Regions from separate parts of the Bos taurus genome. Here region 2 is linked to region 1. The links are chromatin contacts, called in public Hi-C maps. All regions are on one chromosome and are shown on one strand. Each heading gives the region's core, a stretch centred on a gene start, on an enhancer-like site or on the middle of the called end of the contact. The rest is flanking DNA. Distances are from core to core; before and after follow the strand shown.

Region 1 (6,162 bases), core at 930-3,429:
CCTCCAAAAGACAGACGAGGGCAGGAAACGGGTTCTCCCTTAGCGCTTTAGGGGGAACACAATCCTGCTGGCACCTTGATTTTAACCCCAGTGAGACCGATTTTGGACTTCGGGCCTTCAGAACTGTAAGATACATGCTAAGCCACTACATTTGCAGTAATGTGTCACTGCAGTAATAGGAAACTAATCCCCTCCCCCTCCCCCCAGTAAAAAGAGGAAAAATATCCCTGCCATAGACCCACTTTAATGGAAAGAAGGGGGTTCATTGGAGACGGGAATGACTGGGCTAGAGCTATGGTGTGGCCAGATTGCCCGTGCAGCTAGGGGAGGAATGTGAGCGGCGAGCCAAATGCACGGGTATTCTGTCGTTCCAGAAAGGGGGTAAGGCCATGCCACGGGGTACACGCTGTAGCACTTGCATGCAATCTTATGTTTTGACTATGTGTATAGCCATTTTTATTTCCCCTGCTGGCCTGGAAGATTCCCAGATGGCATTCATTTTTATATCCCTGTTGTTCCCAGCGCCTTGTGTGAACGTGTGAGGCATTTCACACTTCCCGAAGCACTGGTGTGCCAGTATCCATTTTGAGTCTCACCACAACTCTCCCGGGGTGAGGCAAGACCGGTTGTGGTATTGCTAGAAGTTTTCGTTTTGCCAAGGACTAGCACCCAGATTTCTCTGGCACCCAGGCCCTTTTTTCTTCAGCATCCCGACCATTTTATCAGCAAAGTGAACGCTGGAGCACAGATGAGGAAGTTGAGGCACCTTCAGACTCCCAAGGGTCCCGGTGGTGGGTGGGCTCTGGGGAGGGGTGGTCCAGAATGACTGTGTGGACCACCATGGGCCACTTCCTCCCTCTACACACAGGAGGAAATCCTTTTGCCCAACTGAAGGTGGAGAGGAAACCCCACAGCAGTGAATCTGGTTTTTCAAAAACACCGCAAAGGATGTGGATGGAAGAGGGCGAGGCCCCCCTCTGGTTCTGGCTCCAGGCGAGGCTTACTGTCGGGGGTCCCCACCCTGAACCCCTGCCTCTTCACCAGCTATCCTAAGGAAGGGTCGCTGTGGAGTTCGGGAGGCGGAAGGGTCATGCCTGCGGGTGGGACTCCAGGCACCGAGGAAGGTGGAAGAGAATAGTGTCTACCACTCTTTTGCATCTTAAAAATTCTGTTTCCCATCAAATTCTCACAGTCCAGTCTCTGGAATTAGAGATAATTTCAAGTCACAGGTCCCCACTCAGCCCTGGTGTAACCTTGGCAGGCGTGGATGGATCTCACTTCATCTGCAAAAAGTGGGTAACACCGACCCTGTGTGTTGTGGGAAAGACAAAAAAATAATGTACGGAAGATAAGAAGCACACCCATGATAGCTATATTACGGATAATCAAGAAAATGGGGGAGATTGGATTTCTCAAGCATGGGCAGCTGGTAAATAATGGTGACACCAAGACCCCGTCCTCAACCCAAGCCTTCAACTTCTCAACCAAAGGCCCTTCACTCCCCCCAGAACATTCTATGGCCATACGCCGGCCCTCCCAGGCAAAGCTTCCCCACCCGGTTCACACAGAGAGCAGCAGGGGCCGCTTCTGACTCGGCCCCCACCGAGGGGGAAGCCCGCACGCTGCACAGCTGCACACATCTGGAACCTCGCCGGCTGGAGCCCCGAGGGGCGCGCAGGGCTCTCCAGAACCTGTGCGCCCGAAGATACCAGAGCGGCCACAGGCCTCTCCGCCCTGCCGCGGCCCTTCGGCTCCCGCCCGCGCGCCCAGGAGCACTGAGCCCAAGCTCAGGGTGGACCCCTGGGCGCCAGGCACGGGCTCGGTGGGGCAGCCCCCTGCGCGCGTCCCTGTAGGGAGCGGCGGCGCGCGCAGGGAGCCCCCGGCGCGCACACGCCCGCAAACCCGTAAGCCCAGCCCCAGGGTTTTGCACCCGTGGACGATCGGCGCGAGGATCGGGGTAGGGGGAGGCCCAAGGCGGGCCTGGGAGGCCGGGAGAAGCGTCCCGGGCGGCCGGGAGGCGTCGGGAGAGGGGCCCGGTGCGGCGGCGCTCGGCCCGCCCTGGCCCGCGGCCCGCAGGGTTCAGACGGGGCCAAGGCGGCCAAAAGCGGCCGGCGCGCGCCAGGGGCCGCGGCCAAGGCTGACGCGGGGTGCTGAACAATGTTGGGACGAGCCGGCGCGGCCCCAGGGCTCCGCCGAGCGGCGCTGGTGGGGCCCTCCCCATAGGCGGCTCTGCCAAGCGGCCTGCCCCTGGTCCTCCGGCGGCGGCCCAATCCCCAGCCCGCTCTCCGACCCCGGAGGGCGGGAGGGAAACGCCGGCTTTCTCCCCGGACTCTCGTCGCCTCGGGGCTCCACGGCCCTGGTGCGCGGCTGGGATCCCGGAGCAGGCTGGGGAAGGACGGGAAACACAGGCCTCGTCTTCAATCTGTTGTGCGATCTACGCGGGCACGCGCGAGTCACGGGGGCCTGGGGGGGATGGCCGCGGCCCAGTGCACACGCTTGGGGGTGTGGCTTGGGGAGCTCAGCCTTCTGGAGCATGAACACCTGCTTGGCCAGGGAGACAGGCACGGGGACCCAGAAACTGACCCGGGCCGCCCCTCTTCCCCAGGAGCCTTTACACAGCCCTGACTTACCTTTTTGTGATTAATAAGACTGCAGATAATAAAGAGCTTTGCATTTGGCTGGGCAGTTTCAAACCCGCCTTTCCTCTTTATGCTCACAGCAACCGTATGTAGCCCACCGGACAGGCCATTTCACAGACGGGAGAGCACACAGCGGGGAAAGGCCTGAGGTTCTGGGCCCCTGTCCCCAGCTAGACTCTAACAAACAGGCAAGTTCCTTCTCCTTTTCCTCCAGTGGCAGGGGGCCAGGTTTCCACCCTCTAACATTCCCGGACACGATGGCCTCTGTTTCTCTGAGAGTTAGGCCGTGGAGTACCTACTGCCTGGAGAGGGGCTGACAGCAAGTGACAAGGATACAGGTTCCCCTTACTGCAGAAGAATCGATGTGAGTGGCCCAGTGGCCTCCTTAGAAGCTTCCCTTCTAGATGGAAGGAAGATGGGTGCTCCTGGCCCTAGAGCAGCGGTTCTCAAAGTCATTGTCTAGAAACTTGTCAGAAAGGCACATGGTCCCAGACCTACTTAATCAGATGCTCAAAAGGTGGAGGCCAGCAAGCTTTGCTTTAAGGGGCTCTCCAGCCCTTTCTGTGATGCACTCTGAAATCTGGAAAACCCCCTGGTCCAGAAAAGCATCCCTATAGGCTAAAGACAGGCCCTGCCTCCCAAAGGCTGACTGCTGACTTAGGGGCCAGAGAAGGCAAGAAGTGAACTGGAAGGTTCAGTGGTTAGCTGCAGTTGTGAAAGGCCATTCCCCAGAGTCCCTTAATTCAATGTGTGTGTGTGTGTGTGCCCATAAAACACTGGAAGGAATGGAGACTTTAGGACCCCACACAAAACTGTATTTATAAACTCACTGAGCTCCCCACGTGTACCTGCTAAAGATGAGCTCAGGGTTAGCTGACTCTCTGAGTTGGAAAGAAGGTCAACCAATTCATTTCATGAAATGGAACGTCATTGTTAGGTGCCTGAGGTGCAAAGTGGAGCAGGCAGTGCTGTGTCCATCCCCTGGCCAGCTGAAACATGGCATTATCTGGGTTAGTGTGGTGCCAGTCAGGGGAGGCCGAGTTCCTCCCCACTGGCCCCAGGGAATGACTTGGGAGTGGGCATCAGGCGTGATTCTGGCCAAGGAGATATGATGGAAGACTGGGGAGGTGATGAAGAGTTGATGCACACAGGAAAACTGCATCCTTTTTTGTCTCTGGATGTCATTACCTGGAACTGCCACCATCTTCCTGGACAAAGGAAGAAGTTAGCCTAGAAGGACAAGCAGCATATTGGGGTGACGGGAGAAAGCCAGGAAACACCTGGAGTCTTCACGACACTTTTGAATCACTAAATGAACTGACCTTGGATGGTGGCTAGGGTGAGGAGTTGAGATGAAGAAGTGGGGGAACCCTTGGGATTTTAAGTGAGAAAAAAAGATCATTTTCTTATTTAGACCGTTTTTAGTTGGGTTTTCTGTTATTTGCTGCCTGTCATCCTAATACAATTAATGTGATTAGGATCGCACTGGAATACACAAGCGGAAAGAAACAAGTCCAGCAGGGCATCAGAGGGAGTTATGGGGAGGATGTTGGAGCCTTTGGGCAGCCCCAGGCGCTGGACTGTCTTCACTCCCACGTCTGTTTTGGGAGTCCCCTGTGCCCCGCTAGTGGGGCTCTGCCACTCTCTTGCCTTCTGCATGCTTTCTGTCTCCTGTTTTCTCTTTCTACCAACTGGCTGATACTCTCCAATTTCCAGTTCAAATTTCCAAGAATGAGACCCTGGTTGGCCTCTTTATCGACCATTTCTTCAGAGCGCTTCGTACCTGGTCACTTCATCAGCCGCTGGTCGGTCTGTGGGTTGACTGTCCTTGAATCCAAATCAAGGATGGAAAGAGGCACCATGGAAAGGAGGGTGGATGCGGGACACAGCCAGCCCAGCTTAGTCTGAGGCTAAGGTCGTAGGCTGGGAAGGTTCCCTTGAAAGCGAACAGTCTTCTTGGTGGGTACCAGGACTGACTCGCCAGCAGTCTTCATGGGGAGCTGTAAAATGGCAGTTTTGAGCCAGCAGGGTCAGAGCAAAGGAATCCATTCCCACTGCAAGCCTTCTCTGCTAAAGATCTGTTTTATACTTGAGAGTGAGGGGCTCCCAGTCAAAAGGCCTGCCCAGATCCTAGATCTACCCCCAAACACTCAGTCATACCGCTCGAAAAACACCCCTACCCCAAGCGCACCCACCCATGCATCCGCACCGGAAGCAGACGCACGGCTGTCGTCCAAGACACACACACACCACACGTGACTTTTCCATATGGCGCTGTGTGGCAACTGTCGCAAGAGTTGTTCCGTTGCTTCAGTCATGGTGAGACAATGCGTCGGGATGTGTGAGTGACAGCGGCACTGATGGAGTGTGAGCAGAAGCGAGGGAACCCCCGGTGGCAGAGTGTTTCCTGAATCAGAGCGTTAAACGTGCATAAGTGTGAGAAGCACCTGGGAGCCCGCATGTGAGGGTGTGACACTGCTTCCACTGTGTTTGTGGCATTCTGATAGTATGTGTGTTGTTTTCCCCTTAAGAGCAAATAATCACAAGCGTGGAAGAGGTGCAAACTGAGATGTTTCTGTCTCTCATTGGCACTGTATCCTTAGGCGAATTGTTTGAACTTTCTGAGTTTCAAAGTCTTCGTAGGCATAATGTGTCTAATAATACTTCATTTGTAGGATCGCCAGGATCCTTATATACAGACAGGGACCTAAGAAAATGTCGAGCACTTACTGTTATAACAGTTTAAAGGTGTCATTCTAAAAGACCCCTTTCCTGGGGCAAGTGGACTATGGGATTCTTTTGAGAGAATCATAGTCTGTAGTATTGGCTGGGTCCCATGATGTCTGTCACCCGGCTCAACAAACGAGCTTGAGATTCAGTGTGGTCATCCTATCAGAAAGGAGAATGACTAGAAGGTGCCAAGCAGGTGGTGAGATACTGGGAAGGAGACACCTTCATTCATGTGAATCCACCCAGGAAATGGAGAGGAAGCCCCAGGAGCGTCCCGAGCTGAGCCCAGGTGTAACTCACCGTCTCATGCTATGTGGGGAAAGGAGTGGGAGCCAGGCGGAATGCTGGCTGGGTCCCTGAGAAAGAGATCAAGTTCACCGGGGAGCAGGGACCACGGTGACCGCTGCTGGGTGGTGCTGAGGCAAGCTGCCCAGCACTGAGACACGGGCAGCGGTGGGAACAGGATCCTCAGGACTGGGGAGCCAAAAGACCTGTAGGGCAGTGGTGGAAGGTATTTGGAAATCCTTGGGACTAGAGTCAGGAAAGGTCTATCAGGCCTCCGAGAGGACTCACAGGTTCAGTGAGTCTCCAGGTGAGAGTCCAGCCTGGTCAACGCCTTGATGTTAGCCTTATGATATCCTCAGCAGGAGTCCAGCCGTGGCTTACTACTTTCAAAATCGGAATTATGAGATAATAAGTAGGTATGTCATAAGCCTCTGGGCTTCCCAGGTGGTTCTAGGTAAAGAGCCTGCCTGCCAGTGCAGGAGATGTAAGGGACATGTGTGCTATCCCT
Region 2 (6,165 bases), core at 1,628-4,127, 64 kb after region 1:
GAGGAATCACCATACTGTTTTCCATAATAGTTGCACCACCTTATTTCTCACCAATGGGACACAGACGTTCCAGTTTCTCCTCATCCTCACCAGCACTCATTATTTTCGGTTTTTTGATGGCAGCCGTGTGATTGGATGCGAGGTGCCTCTGATTGCCATTTCCTAATGATTAACGATGCTGGGTTTTCTTTCATGTGCTTACTAACCGTTTGTGTATCTTCTCTGGAGAAATCTCTATTCAAGTCCTTTGCCCTCCAATTTGTCTTTCGGAACTGCCTTTCTTCAGAACCACCTATGTTTATAAGCAGAGGTGGTACTTGCTCAGCTAGCTCACACCCCCTTGTGCTGTCCCACTTACTTCACTGGGCAGGCTGCCTCCAGGTAATGTCCCCCAGCCCGTGTCTTCCTTGCCCTCCGCTCAAACACTACAGGTTAGTTTCCATGCAGAAAAAGTAAGTTGCAGATGGGGGACTGATGAAGACAGAGTGTCTTCTGGAAAGAACCTGAGATCGGGGACACCCTGACTTTTGGTCAGCTGCCCACCTGTGTGACTTGTCCTTTAATTATTCCAGTCTCTATATGAAAAGAGGGATTTTAGCTGCATTGTCAAGCTTACACCAAAGTCAATAAAATACTGAGAGAGGGGGAGGAAGGGAGAGAGAGAGGTGACTGATTCTAGAGTTTTAAGATTGAGTAATATCTTAAAGTTGAGAAAAATACCTGTCCCTCTCTCCCCCAACTCCAATATTTAATGTGCTTCTTTAACATGCTGAGAGTCTTTGCAAAGTTTGAGAATGCTGCTTTAGAAAACTTAGGTGGTTTTATTATGATGATGATAATGTTTTTATAAAATACCATGTGCTAGCTGATGGTCCACCAGTCTGATTCCCACGAACAACATGGTGAGGCTGTGGCTTCCTCCTGCCCACTGTCCCATGATGCCTGCCTGCAGCCTCTCTTGGGGGAGGATGTTTATTTCAAGCGTCCGGAGGCGCATTGTGCTTTGTTCAGGATCCACCTGCTTCTGTCCAGGCTCAGACACAATTCACTGATGCTGCTGGATTCCAGAGTAGGAGGGAGGCTGGCCGGCCACTGTTATTCCCCTGAATTGAGTCCAAGAAACTAAGCAAAGGGCGGAGGGCCCCCGTGTGGAAGTCAAACCACTTGGGACGTTAAGATGAACAAGAGTTCACAGAGTTCTTGTTTTTCTGGTGCTATGCTTTGTGCAGTCTGGGTTCAAAATTATTTAATGTCCACCCACATCCCCCTCCCCGCCCCCAACTGAGAGGCCTTACAATCTAGTCACAGAGAAATGATAATAGCAGTAAGGCAGAATGTGATTAAACATCGACGTGCGGATTCTAGACGATATGGTCTAGGAGGTGTTGCTTCAGAACAGCTGCCGTTTATCCCGTGCCCACTTGGTTCCAAGCACCTTGTCAGACACTCTTCACAGAGCAGCTCTTCAGTCACCACCCCTACTGAGTCTTCAGCTGAGGAACCTCACACTCAGATGAGCTGTATGACTTGCAAAGAATCTAGTAAATAGCAGAGCAAGGACGGATACCCAGTCTGCTGGAAGATAGGGACTGGTTTCTTGGAGGAGGGGAGGTGGAATCAAGCCTTGAAGGATGAAATTCCAAGGGGAAAGGCCATGTGCTTCATTCCCAGGGGCAACCCATTCTGTGAAGGCTGCAGGCTCATGCATGCCTGGGCTTCCTCAGGGTGGCACCCGCACTCCCGAGGCCCTTCCCCAGCTTCTCCTGCATACATTCTGTCCATTCTGTGAGGCCTATTTCGAGATGTTTCTGATAACCCCGAAGCAGGCGTGTGCTTGCTCTCCTGTACATGCCCACGGTACCATTGTGCCTCTCTTAGGGTTCTTACCATGTGACTCTATCAACTCTGAAGTCTCTTTGTGCCTCAGTTTCTTCATCTATAAAATGGGGAGAGTAACAGTGTCCATCTCATAGAGTTGTGTGAAACCTAAGTGAGTCAATGTGCAGAAAGCACTTAGGACCAGTGCCTGAGACACAGGAAGTTGTGTCTGTCTTCATGGCCATGTGGACATACCAACAGCTCCGACCACGTGGAATTCATTGCTAGCCCCGCTCCACATACACACACCACACACGACACACGCACAGAGGGATTCACGCAGTTCTGATCACCATCAGAACAGCTGAGTCTGATCGAGGCGGAGCTTCTTAGGACTCAGCACACGGAGGAGGTGCCTCCTTGTTCGGCTTGTTTCGATTGTGCCCCGTCCCCCTGCCTCTCTCGGGAACGAGACACATGTCAGCCAGAGATACCTTACAAGCCCAGAGTCATCCAGGCAGGGACTTCCCTCCTCCTCCTCCAGAAGCTGCTCACGGGGCAGCAAGGCAAGTCCGAGGGGACACGAGCCCAGAGAAGAAGGAGACTGCTGACCACACCCAGTGTGGTGCCCAGACTCCCCACAGCAAATGCTATTGTGAGGAGCTCTTATCCTGGGACTTCCCTGGAGACCTGCCTCATCTGTCCTTCTCCCAAGGAAGAAGGAGCCATGGCCTGAGGACTCATCTCTCTGTAACCTTGGCTCTTGGGGCCCTTCTAAGGTTCCCGCTGGATTCCTCTCTTCTGTGATCCGGAGGTTAGCTCGCCCTGCTGTCTGGGCTCCCCAAAGCCTCGAATTCCAGCTGGCAGAAGAAAGCTGGGACGTGAGGCCAATCTTGACCTTGCCTTGTGCAGGAGCAAAGGAGCCTGGGTTTTACTGCCTTGGGCCACAGCAATAGGAAAATACCCAGGCTGCTTGCCAAGCTGGGAGGGCCCTGTGGCCTTGCCCTCGGAGCAGCACCGCTCTGCAAACAGGAAGCTCTCTCCTCCACGGAGGCTCAGCTCTGATGCCCCTCACACGCCCCAGCAGTTTTCCCCTCACAGGAAAGCTGTCAGAGCTGCTCAGGCATTTCCTCCCCCGCCATCTGCCATCCGGACAGAGGAGAGTGTCTTGGTTTTGATTCCTTTTCTGGGTAGAGCAGGCCACTCCCTTCGGAGGCTGCTGGAATAAATCCTAGAAGACCGAGGAGGGGGAACAGCCACGGCTTCTAATTCATCCCTTTCCTGAGGCTATACTGTTGAAGAATTGTCAGAGTCTGTCTTCTGAGTCTGAGCGTCTGACTCTCACGGACTAGTCAGTCAGCAACCTGGAGCGACCTGTCCACCTCATGTGAAACTGGATTCCGTGTCTCTAGTGGGGACAGGGAATGGAAAACTAGACAGGAGCCCCACTTGAATTTGAGCCATGCTGTCTGTGAGACCCCTTGGAGACTAAGAGGGAAGGGATGAGGATCCCGTTGCATCTATAGTCATAAATTTCTTCTCTACTCCTCATCTCCCTTGGCTTTTCCTTCAATATCTGGGCCTCTTATAGCCTTGAAACAGAGGGTTTTATCTTCATTTGTATTGCACTGTTAATATTTTGTGTTATTGGTGATTTCTTTTGAACTTAATTTGGATAGTGTAGGTTTACATGGGCAATCCTTCAATAAGGTAATGGTTCCTAAATTTGTTCTCTGACATCATAGAGTGCCAGCTAAGACCACCTTTTGATCTTGGAAAATTTTGGAGTTTTTTTTTTTTTTTTTCTTATTGTGTTTTTGCACATATGAAGTTTGCAAGATTTTTTTTTCACTTGGAATTTTAGGGGGGGAAAAAAAGGATTCTTTTTGTTTTGAGGGTAACAGTGGGACTTTAATCTGAATCATTGCCTGAGACTCCGGATACAGTGCAGAGGATACCAGCGACCTCATGTCCTGCTCACCACTTTTCTCTGTTGTCCCAGGAGGAGTTTAAGAAGAACAATGAAGAGAAACTGACCGGATTCCTGTGTCAGAAGAAACAGGCCGAGGTGTGCTCCTTGCTCCTGGCCCAGTCTGAGGTGAGGCCTCAGTGCCTGCTGCTGGTCCTGACCAACAGGACAGGTAAGGGACAGGTCTGTGCTGAGGTCTAGAGGGGGAGACGGGCTGGGGTTAGAGGATGCTGGGTAGAAACCAGGCATTGCAGCTCAGAGGGCACAGGTGCCGGGGAGCAGGGCCATGCTGAGGCTGGGAAAGACCCTCCTGAGATCTACCCTCACTGTCAGAGCCTCTTCTAGAACAGCGCAGGATGAGCTGTTCCAGCTTCTGGATGCAGCAAACTCCATTTCTCATTCTAGAAAGTTCCAGCAAGATCAAACTTCTGGAAGAGCACCGGTCTGACCTGAGAGAGGTAAGTTTGCAGAGATGAGGGGTCTCAGGGGAGAAAGTACCTACCTACCCTTCCTACCTCCCCACCCTTCTCCAACGGTCTTTGCCCTTCTATCTTTGAAACAAAATTTTACAGTTCAGCTTAATGAAGAGATACCAGTCTTAAGTCCTGTTTAGAAAATCCCCGAGGTCTATGTCTTCTTGGGTGTATTCAGTGTTGAGTCACACAGAGGCGTCTAGCATGGGCTGGGCTCCTCTTCTAGAACCCACCTTCCACAAGTGGAAGGCTCACTTTTCTATGGCTTCTCTTCAAGATGGGCATCGAGGACATCTCTGAAGAAGTTGTCAGCAGCCACCAGAGCTATTCCCGGAAGACCTTGATTGCACTGGTCACCTCGGGGATCCTGCTGGCCATCTTGATCACCACGTGCTATTTCCTGATGAACCGCCGCAGCTGGAGCCCAACGGGAGAAAGGCTGGTCAGTTCTGGGCTCCAGGGCAAAGCAAATGATGAAGCTAGGTCTCCTGGGGAGGTCCGTGAATGTCATGCAAGGGGAGGAGAAATACCGGAAGAGGTACTTCTGTGCCCTCACACAGGAATGTGTGCACATGGACATTACTGTATCTGTGGACGAGTCAGAACAATATATAGTAGACTGGGGAGGGGGGCGTGAACTGGGACCCTGCCCCCACATGGTAACAGATGGTTTGTGTCATCTATTTTTTGTTTTCCCTGGGATAGTTTAGCTGGGTACAAACCAGAACAGCTAAAGCAGCCATTTCTTTGCAAGCATATTAAAGGCCCATGGGTACCCAGTGTCTCACAAGAAGGGGACATGTGGAAGGAAACTCGACTCTTGAAGTGGTCTAGAGGAGGGTTTGGCTGTTGGCCCCTGGCCTCCTCTGGGGACGGCCCAGTTCCTGGCGCGAGTTGGCTCTCGAACTGCCGTGGCACTGTGGGCGCCTCTCCTCTGTCCTTTCTCCTCTAGGAGCTGGAACCCTGAGCGCTCTTCAGGAAGAAAGGAGTCTGCACACGCAGCTGCAGCCCCCTCCCCCTCCTCTGCCTCCCCCCTCCCCCTCATCTGGCTCCCATGCTTACGAGATAATGCTCCTTTATTTATACACCATCCAGGGCGAAGACCCTTATTACGTGGAGAACGGTGGAGGCCAGGGCTATAGCTCAGGCCCTGAGGCCTCCCCCGAGGCTCAGGGAAAGGCCATTGTGAATCGAGGGGCTCAGGAGAATGGCACCGGCCAGGCCACCTCCAGAAACGGCCATTCAGCGAGACAACGTGTGGTGGCTGATACCGAACTGTGACGTGGCTGGGGAGGGGCGAGGCTGAGAGGGATCCGGGGAAGGAGCCCCTCCCTGGGTCTGAGCGCATGCGGCCTCTGCGCTGGAGCGGCGCCCCCTCACCGTCCACCCTTTCCCAGCGCACACACCCACGGAAGCCGACCCTGGAGCCCCCCGCTGTACCAGGGCAAGGGGTCCTCCTACCCTCAACGCATTCAGCTCCCTGCACCCACCGCTGGGCTATTCTGAGGAAAGCTGTGATGCATACAGCCAAGATGCTGAGAAGCTCCTCGGGTGGGGGGAGGGGGGGTGAGGGGGGTGGGCGGGGGGGCAGATGGTCTTGCAGCTTCCACGCAGGGGCCCCTTTCCTCCCCGTCCTCTCTGCCTCATTATAGGAACTCCCAGGGGAAAGCAGGGGCTTTTCTGGACTGTGATTTCATCCCAAGAGGTGTTACCTTTTCCTGTTTCTTCCTTGTATTTTTCTTTCTCTACTTCAGGAACACCACAGCAATCCCTCTCACTTGCCCCTTTGTAATGATACAGCCAGAAAATCATGCCGTCTTAACCCATCTCCGTTATTCCCCCCTCTGAGGCCCTGAGCCTTTGCTCACCAGCTCCCCTCTTGCTCTCTAAGTTCCCCGAGCTCCA

The links. A called contact is a pair of places that touch in the nucleus more often than the background predicts.
Region 2: a Hi-C map of 4-cell embryo shows a contact between it and region 1, with 3 times the contacts expected there. The contact joins two enhancer-like sites. A contact is called at or near these places in 6 of 11 Hi-C or Micro-C datasets (4-cell embryo, blastocyst, liver and 2 more).

The regions. Positions count from the first base shown.
Region 1 is chr16:75,419,047-75,425,208 of ARS-UCD2.0, forward strand. No RefSeq gene overlaps it. Among named protein-coding and RNA genes, the nearest start is that of CD34, 44 kb to the right of the region's middle. Within about 2 kb of position 2,180, at least 50 of the 102 cell types and tissues checked have an H3K27ac peak or open chromatin away from gene starts, as enhancers often do.
Region 2 is chr16:75,482,479-75,488,643 of ARS-UCD2.0, forward strand. It overlaps CD34 (CD34 molecule), which reads left to right. Exons shown (of 8, transcript NM_174009.1): 5 at 3,821-3,959; 6 at 4,193-4,245; 7 at 4,538-4,702; 8 at 5,356-6,165. The coding sequence ends at 5,541. Among named protein-coding and RNA genes, the nearest start is that of CD34, 19 kb to the left of the region's middle. Within about 2 kb of position 2,878, at least 39 of the 102 cell types and tissues checked have an H3K27ac peak or open chromatin away from gene starts, as enhancers often do.